2 separate regions of the Acanthopagrus latus genome follow, and region 1 is linked to region 2. Evidence: chromatin contacts called from public Hi-C data. All regions are on one chromosome and are shown on one strand. Each heading gives the region's core, a stretch centred on a gene start, on an enhancer-like site or on the middle of the called end of the contact. The rest is flanking DNA. Distances are from core to core; before and after follow the strand shown. Region 1 holds the start of ccdc167 (coiled-coil domain-containing protein 167). Region 2 holds the start of mettl24 (methyltransferase-like protein 24).

Region 1 (3,613 bases), core at 81-2,580, 140 kb before region 2:
TTTTAACATGGGAAGAGCTGCTTTTAATCTTTTCCTGTATAACAACAATAAAATTTAAATGACATGCGGACAGTGAACCATACCCACAGCGATGCGTGATCTGTGCAGACTTACCCAACTTTTGCACCCTCTCGTTCATGATTGACATTTCATCTTCCAGTTCCTGCCTGCGGACCAAGCAGCACCATTAATCAATGAGAAAGTAATTCATTAGGTTTTTATCTTAACAAGCCAATGAGGTGCTGACATAAAGCGATGCTTTTAACTGTCACAGTCTCCATCACCATTCCCATCTTCATCATCCTCACCTTTCCTTTTCAGAGAGCTTCTCTTTTCTGCTTTTGAACTCTGCTCTCTCCAGGTTGTCTTTACAAAGCGCCTTCCGCTCCTCCAAACGGTCAATCTGTAACATTTATAAACAGGATGCAACAGGAAGTTTAGCTGGGATAGCACAACATTAACAGAGACAGTTACCAGACATGAATGAATGAAACTCGTGTAGCATTAGCAAGCGCAAGCTAAAGCTAACCTTCTAGCTGACGTTAGGTAGACAGCACAAGACAACGGTCTAAAAAGCCTCACCTCAGTGGCGACACTGACTTTCTCCCGTCTTTTATCCTTTAATTTTGCCATGTTGTGACCTGCTGATGAATGCCTGGATGAGCAGGATAAACTGTGACTATGCGGAAGTGATTTTCTTCTTCGTGATATTCTTGGTTGGGCTTTAACGTCTGTTGCGGCAAACAAGCTTACAGGCGCAGTACGGCCACCTACGGGGCTGGAGTGTGGCGCAGTAGACTGGCAGGAGAGTGAATGGCTAAAAAACCAACAAAAACATTTTTTAAAAATTAAATTAATAGAATTGTTTACCTCTCTTAACCCTGTTTCTTTTGGCACGTAACATACGCTGTGTAGCCTACTTTCTTACTTATTTTTACTAGCACTTAAGCTAGCTAGCTGCACCTGGAGTCACTAATTAGCACCTGTGTTAGCCTAATTTTAAAATACAGTTTAAAATGCCTGCTTTTTTTGTTTTGTTTTTAAATAGGCTATTTATTTCATTTGTATTACAGATATAAAATCCTTCATCCCACAAATTTGGTAAAAATTCAGCCTGTTTCTTTAAGAGTCCAACATTTTTTTCCCTACATTATCACGTCGTTTTCATACACGCTAACGTTAGCTTACATGAAATATTGCTATTAGCTCGGCTGTTGTGTCTCCAGGACTGAAGTTGTCATCCTCCTCTCTGCAGCAGACAGGTGAGCCAGAGTCCAGAGAGCTGTTGTTGACCGCTGTTATAATCGGATTATGTGACCTAAGAGGGACAGGACGTGATCCGCTGAGAAGGGAAAAGGGACGAGGCTGTCCATTCTCGTCTCTGACAGCGTCTTTTATTTGAGAGAAGAACAAAAAAATGCCTCTTTTTATAAACAGGGATCAGATATTCGCACATCAGGTCCACCTGCTGGAGCACAAGCTGAGGGTGAGTCAGTGAAGTGTTGAATTAGTTTAATAGAAGTTGTCCAACGACTCCAAATAACTCTAGACACTCTTTTTTTTTTTAGATGTCATTTGTATATTATATATATTCACTGTGTTTTCAGAGCAAAGAGGAGCGAATACTGGAACTGGAGACTGAGAATGCTATTCTACATTTAAGGCTTGCAGAGGTAAGAAGATGTCTGTTATTCATTACTGACAAGCTTAAACCTGTAGTCCTCCCTGATAAATATCTATTCTGGATGAGCTTAAGTCTTTTATATTGAGTATACTGAGTTGTCTTTTTTGTGAAAGGCAGTTTTTATCTGAATGACTGTGTGTGTTTTTGCCCTGTGTGTTTTTGTGAGTTGTAGACGCTTGTGTTAAAGGGGCACTGTGTAGTTTAAGAGACACAATTAAAATACTAATATTTACAATAGTAATGAGGTAATAATACAAACTCAATTTTATTTTCACCATAACCAATTAAACAGTCTGCTCAGAACACAGTTTGAAGCTAGAAAGGTGGCAGGGTCCACCACATTAAAATTGATTTGTTCTTTTAAGGTCAGCTCCTATTTATATTGTATATATAATATGTCTGTTTTTATATTCAAATGGGACAAACTGATATACCCTATGTTGGACCTGTAAGGCTCAGAATTTGCCTTGATTTATAGTTTTTCACAATTGCAAAAAGAAACATTACATATAGAAGTACAGGAAACATTGCAAAAACATTGCACCCTTTTAAAACTTAGAAGTAGGTTGTATGTCTGGTGACTTTTTGTAATATGAGTATTTTAATGCTTAGCAACAGCCATAATTAGTAAGTGGTCCATCTTGTCTACTAACAAAATGGTCAAAGGGCCAGAATGAAAAGAAAGAGTGGCCAAGAAAGAACAGCCTCACAAACAACCATGTATTGTTTTAAAATTCAGTTTCACACTTAAGCATCACATAATACAAGTGGGAGATTAATTATATTTCAGCTTGGCATAAAAAAGTATGAATGAAGTGGCCGAGCGGTGCAGGATAAGTATGATTATGTTCTTTCCTTTCCAGTGTCTGGGGAAACTCCGCCGAGACCCGGAAGAGGAGCCCAAGGACCTGAACCACCATCAGCACCAGAGGAATGCACAGAGGATCACCCGGTCAGCCCTCACCAAACTCCTTCAGGAGGTCCAGGTACGTGTGCACACAGAAGGTTGTGAATTGTCTTTACGTCTGTTTTGCTGAGATGTTTCAATGAATAGCATCCAAAGTCAAGAAAGGAAAATTAAGTGCAGCCCTACAAAATTAACTTGTGCTCTCTGTGTGTTGGTGGCAGGCCGTGAAGCAGGACTTGAGTGAATTTTTTGCTGTGTATTTGAGTTTCGCCACTGAGCTGGAGGAGCAGAGCAAGCAGCTGCTGAAGAAAGTGGAGCAAGCCAGCTGTTCTCTAAACGGTCACCGTGCAGACGAGGTCCAGAGTGAGTATCTGAGTGTGTGGCACCGTAGATGAAGCATCTTTGACGTCATCCTTAGATCAGGCTTCTGGAGGAAATATTTAGGCTGACTGTTTGGAGTTTGGAGCATCATTGTGGAGCCTGGGTGCAGTGAGCGACACTGAGCAGGAAGCTATTAGAAGAGTATCATCTTGAGGCACTTACACTCTGGACTGATTGTTGACCTGTGGTAGATTGCAATTTAAAGGAGCCAAACACTGGATCACAGGACACTTTGGGTGTTTGCTTTTGACATGACTTGACTGCTGAGGGTTCACTGGACTTGACTGCACAGCAGAGTCTTCCTGAGAGGATTTCGGTCAAACAATTCAAATAATGAGCCGATATTATCACTGTCTATTTACAAGCTCCAAATTGGCACATTGCTTTTAAACTCTTGCTTTTATACTCTTCTCAGTCTACTCAGGTGATGCAGCATGTTGTCAACCAAACAGTCTAGATATTATTTATTTTCACGTTATTTGAATGGTCCCTGGAGATGTTGTTAAATGAGATCTTCTCATCTCACATTTCCTTCCTCTCACTACTATTAACTTCTCATTTCTGCTCACTCATTCACCGTCTCAGTGTCTCTTTCCTCCGCAAGTGGTTTATAGGTGACATGCTGGCTCTCTCTTGATTAT
Region 2 (3,743 bases), core at 1,242-3,741:
GTCAAATACGGATGTTTTGGGTTAGAATTCCGGTCTCAATATTGTCCTAGAGCATCTGTATTTAAAGACCTGGGAATGAGACTCTTTCTCCAGAATGGCCTCCCCTACCCTCAATACCAGCTCAGGCTATTCTTAACAACACCACTGATTTAACACAGACATCCTTAAATCAATCTGTGCTCAGAATGGTGCGAACACTGTACAAAGCTGCACTGGAAGCATTTGAGGAAAAACAGGGAAAGGATTTAAAAGCAAACAAACAAAAAAAACCTGAACTCTAATGACCGAGCTTCTATTGGAATTGACTCTCAAACTCCATTGCTATTCATCCACGGTTACTGGACTCATCCTTGTCATCTTCCTAGCAGAGCAGCAGTCCTGCCTTCCAGCCCATTATTTCATCTGCGATGCACTGAATATGCACAGCGAGCAGGAAAGTGTGAACGGGGGGGGGGAGTAAGAAAAATATGGGTTAGAAGTGGGAGGCGAGACTGAAGTTTTTAAATTGAGACAGACAGGAGCGATGAAAAAGCACGAGGGAGGATGAGAGCGCGAAGAGCTCGGGTACAAGGCAACATGACAGAGCAACAGGGATCTCGGAGATGAGAACCCAGAGCGAGATAAAAGGCGGGAAGAGGTGTTAAGGAGAGGAGTTAAACGGCGGGTGCATATGATACAGAATCTTCACCAGGGCCCCTCCAGGGCATCATATGTGACAAATCTTTGTGTTAAGGAGCTAGTGAGTGCATATGGGCGCTATGTAAAACTGATGGGCACTCGAGTGCCCGTCTCTTCTGCGTGGCGCAATAAGCCCTGTGCTGATTTTCACGTCATTTAAATAAAAAAACGTCAGCATTGTTGCTCCTCAGCCTGTAGTTTGTGGTTTAGCTCCTTAAAGATTTAAAAGACAAAAGTAAACGAAAGACAAAGCTCAGCAGAGTGGAGAAGACTAAAAAACGGGGTGACTGGGAGAGTCGAAAGAAGATTTGCTGCGCGTCTGTCGGAAGAAACAAAAGGGGAGACAGACGGGTGATTGATGACGGGTGGAGGGATCAAACGACAAAGCAAAGAGTGGAGGTGAATCGAAAGAGCGACGGAAATAAAAAGGCACGAGGAGGCACAGAAAGAGGGGAAGTGGGAGTTTGTTAAGCCGGGCGCTCGAACACACCCTTCCACGGGTCAAGGGGTCAAGCCTCCGGAGTGTGTGCATGTGTGTGAATAGCTGTGTTTGCGTCGATACACACACACACACTGCGTCCTGAATGCTTCCTTTGTCAGAGTAAGTTGAATTTGTATAGATTCGATACAACACAGCCAGAGTGGGGGGAGAGCGTGTGAGCGTGATTTGCAGTTGGGGTGAAACCTACACCTGTCTGGATCAAACATATTTATCATGAAGGGAAATAAACGCAGGCACTTTTTTGCGACCGCCCCGTCAAACTCCCTCTTTCTGCGACTTTTCTCTCTGAGGCGCTTATTGAACGCTCATTGATTCTGCCGCCTGTTCTCCCTTCATCGCTCTCCTGGGATTACCGAGCTTTAAGCCAGTGACTCACAGAAGATGGAGTGAAAGCTCTCTCATTGAGCCGCTCTGTCTGTCTCCCCCGCCGCACTGACTCGGGATCAGATAAAAAAACAAAAAAAACAAAACCCTAATCGCGGCAATTAAGGGAGCGAGAAGTTCTGGGAATATTAAACGTACCTTTCTGTGCGGGCGGCGAGGCAGGCAGCAGGGCGAAGAGGGGTCTTCATCCCTCTTCCTGGCTTCCTTCTTTAGTGTTCGAACATAAGAGATTCTCCTCTTAACACTCCTGTCCTGCTGCCCTGCCTCTGCTGCAGGGACCTGCTTGGCTCTGTCGGGCTGCGTGGGACGTCCCTGTGTCAGGGCCGCAGGTGCTCCCCGCCACGCCGTCTCCAGGTAGACGTGAACGCACACACACACGGCGGTGAGGAGGATGCCCAGACGCAGCAGCAGTCCCCGGGTGAGTCGCTCTTTGCCCATGTCCATCGGCTAGTTTGTCCCCCCTGCTGTCCAGCCTCAGTCCATCATATCGACTGCTGTGAGAACTGCTGCTTTGCCCTTTGCCTCTTCTATCCCATTCTTGTCCTCCTCCTACTCCTCAAAGACTCTTTCTCTTCTCTTCTCTTCTCTTCTCTTCTCTTCTCTTCTCTTCTCTTCTCTTCTCTTCTCTTCTCTTCTCTTCTCTTCTCTTCTCTTCTCTTTCCCTTTTCTTCTCCTCTCCTCATTCCCCTCAGGTCCAAAGTACAACACCAGTCAGACCGGCATGCCTCGAGTTAATGAACCACAAGCATGTCAAGTTCACAAACCGGACCTGTATATGTGCGCCTGCATCTCAAACCCTCCGAATGGTTTTGCGAGTGTGTCACCGGGGCTCTTGCAAACAGTTCCACTAGAACAATGTGTGCCGCCCCTCTTTGAAAAACTTTGGGATACTCCCTCCTCACGCTTTCTCTCAAGTCTCCCAAAACACACACGCCCATTTAATTTTCTCTCTTTCTTTTCTGTGCATCAGGCTCAGATCACACGCACACACACACACACACACACACACACACACACACACACACACACACCCCTCTGTTGCCCTCCCTAAGGGTTTGCCTCTCCCGCCCCGCAGACTCTCGGGTTTCTCTGTAACTCTAGACGTGGGCAGGGTCTGCACTACGGGCCCATGCAGGTCCCCTCTCAGCATCTGCGAGACAAGTTGGCTCTCTTGGTGAACCTGATGGCTGAGTCTGGATCTGCAGGGTGGGAAATATTGCTCACATTCATGCTGTCACTGATGTTTTATTACAAGGATCAGCTTGTAGACGTTTTATCTTACAGTCATCTATAAGAGACTGTTTGATCATTGCTCTCAGAGCCTGTAAGGGGTTTCCTCAAATCAGCGTTCCTGTTATTGGCCCCGATCAGCCAGTTCTCTAAATCTCTGGCAACTTGCTGAAACTAACTTCTATGATTTATTCTTCTTGGCGGTGACTCTAAAAATGATTAATTTGTGATCCAACAATGGCCTTGTTGCCTCCTCAAGTTAACTTAATCATTGATTTTCCTCTGAAGACTTCCAAATCTAAATTTGTTTGTGTGCAAATGAACAATCAGAGCCCCCGACTCCCCTCGTGCGCCTGTTTATTAAATATGTTTATTGATATTTTCAGGCCGAGAGAGAGGAAACATCATTTATCAGGCCTGCCGAAGCAAATTATTTTTTGGGAGGGGAGATTTAGAGGAAAAAAAGCGTCCACTCGCAACAGGCCACTTAGATTGGAAAGCAGGATTTGCCTGGCTTCACAGAGCGTCCTGACATGGCTAAATAAAAGCAGGATAATGATAAGGCTGCCTTCTTTCTGCTGCTCAGGATCAATGACAGTCAGTGTAAGAAGCTCTCTGCTGCCCTCTGCAAGGTAGAAATAAGACTTCCCCTGCTTCTCTAGTCATGAGAGCTGGAGTTGTAGAACCTCAGTCTTTGATTCTGATCAGTTTCCTAATCATTTTGTTTGCAGAAGACAATAAAAATGTAAGACATTCACTCATTTTTGGAACTGATATGTGTTTGGAGAGACTCCGACAGGGTGAAATATACTCGAAAGTATACACTATGGACATTATGAAACAGTCAAATAACCCTCCACACACTGGCTTTGCTTGGTTTGGATGCATTCGAGTAGCTTATGCCATATGTAAGATGCACAAATCTTTATTTAAAAAGAAAAATAACATA

The links. Hi-C and Micro-C count contacts between places; a contact is called where the count stands out from the background.
Region 1: a Hi-C map of muscle shows a contact between it and region 2, with 7 times the contacts expected there. The contact joins the promoter of ccdc167 here to the promoter of mettl24 in region 2. A contact is called at or near these places in 3 of 4 Hi-C or Micro-C datasets (liver and muscle).

Annotation. Positions count from the first base shown.
Region 1 is chr22:15,864,586-15,868,198 of fAcaLat1.1, reverse strand. ccdc167 (coiled-coil domain-containing protein 167) reads right to left here and starts at 1,330. Exons shown (of 5, transcript XM_037087079.1): 1 at 1,189-1,330; 2 at 583-817; 3 at 309-403; 4 at 115-167. The coding sequence starts at 633. kif25 (kinesin-like protein KIF25) reads left to right here and starts at 1,098. Exons shown (of 17, transcript XM_037087078.1): 1 at 1,098-1,101; 2 at 1,256-1,262; 3 at 1,438-1,486; 4 at 1,608-1,673; 5 at 2,548-2,670; 6 at 2,813-2,954.
Region 2 is chr22:15,729,171-15,732,913 of fAcaLat1.1, reverse strand. mettl24 (methyltransferase-like protein 24) reads right to left here and starts at 2,491. Exons shown (of 5, transcript XM_037085674.1): 1 at 1,703-2,491. The coding sequence starts at 2,008.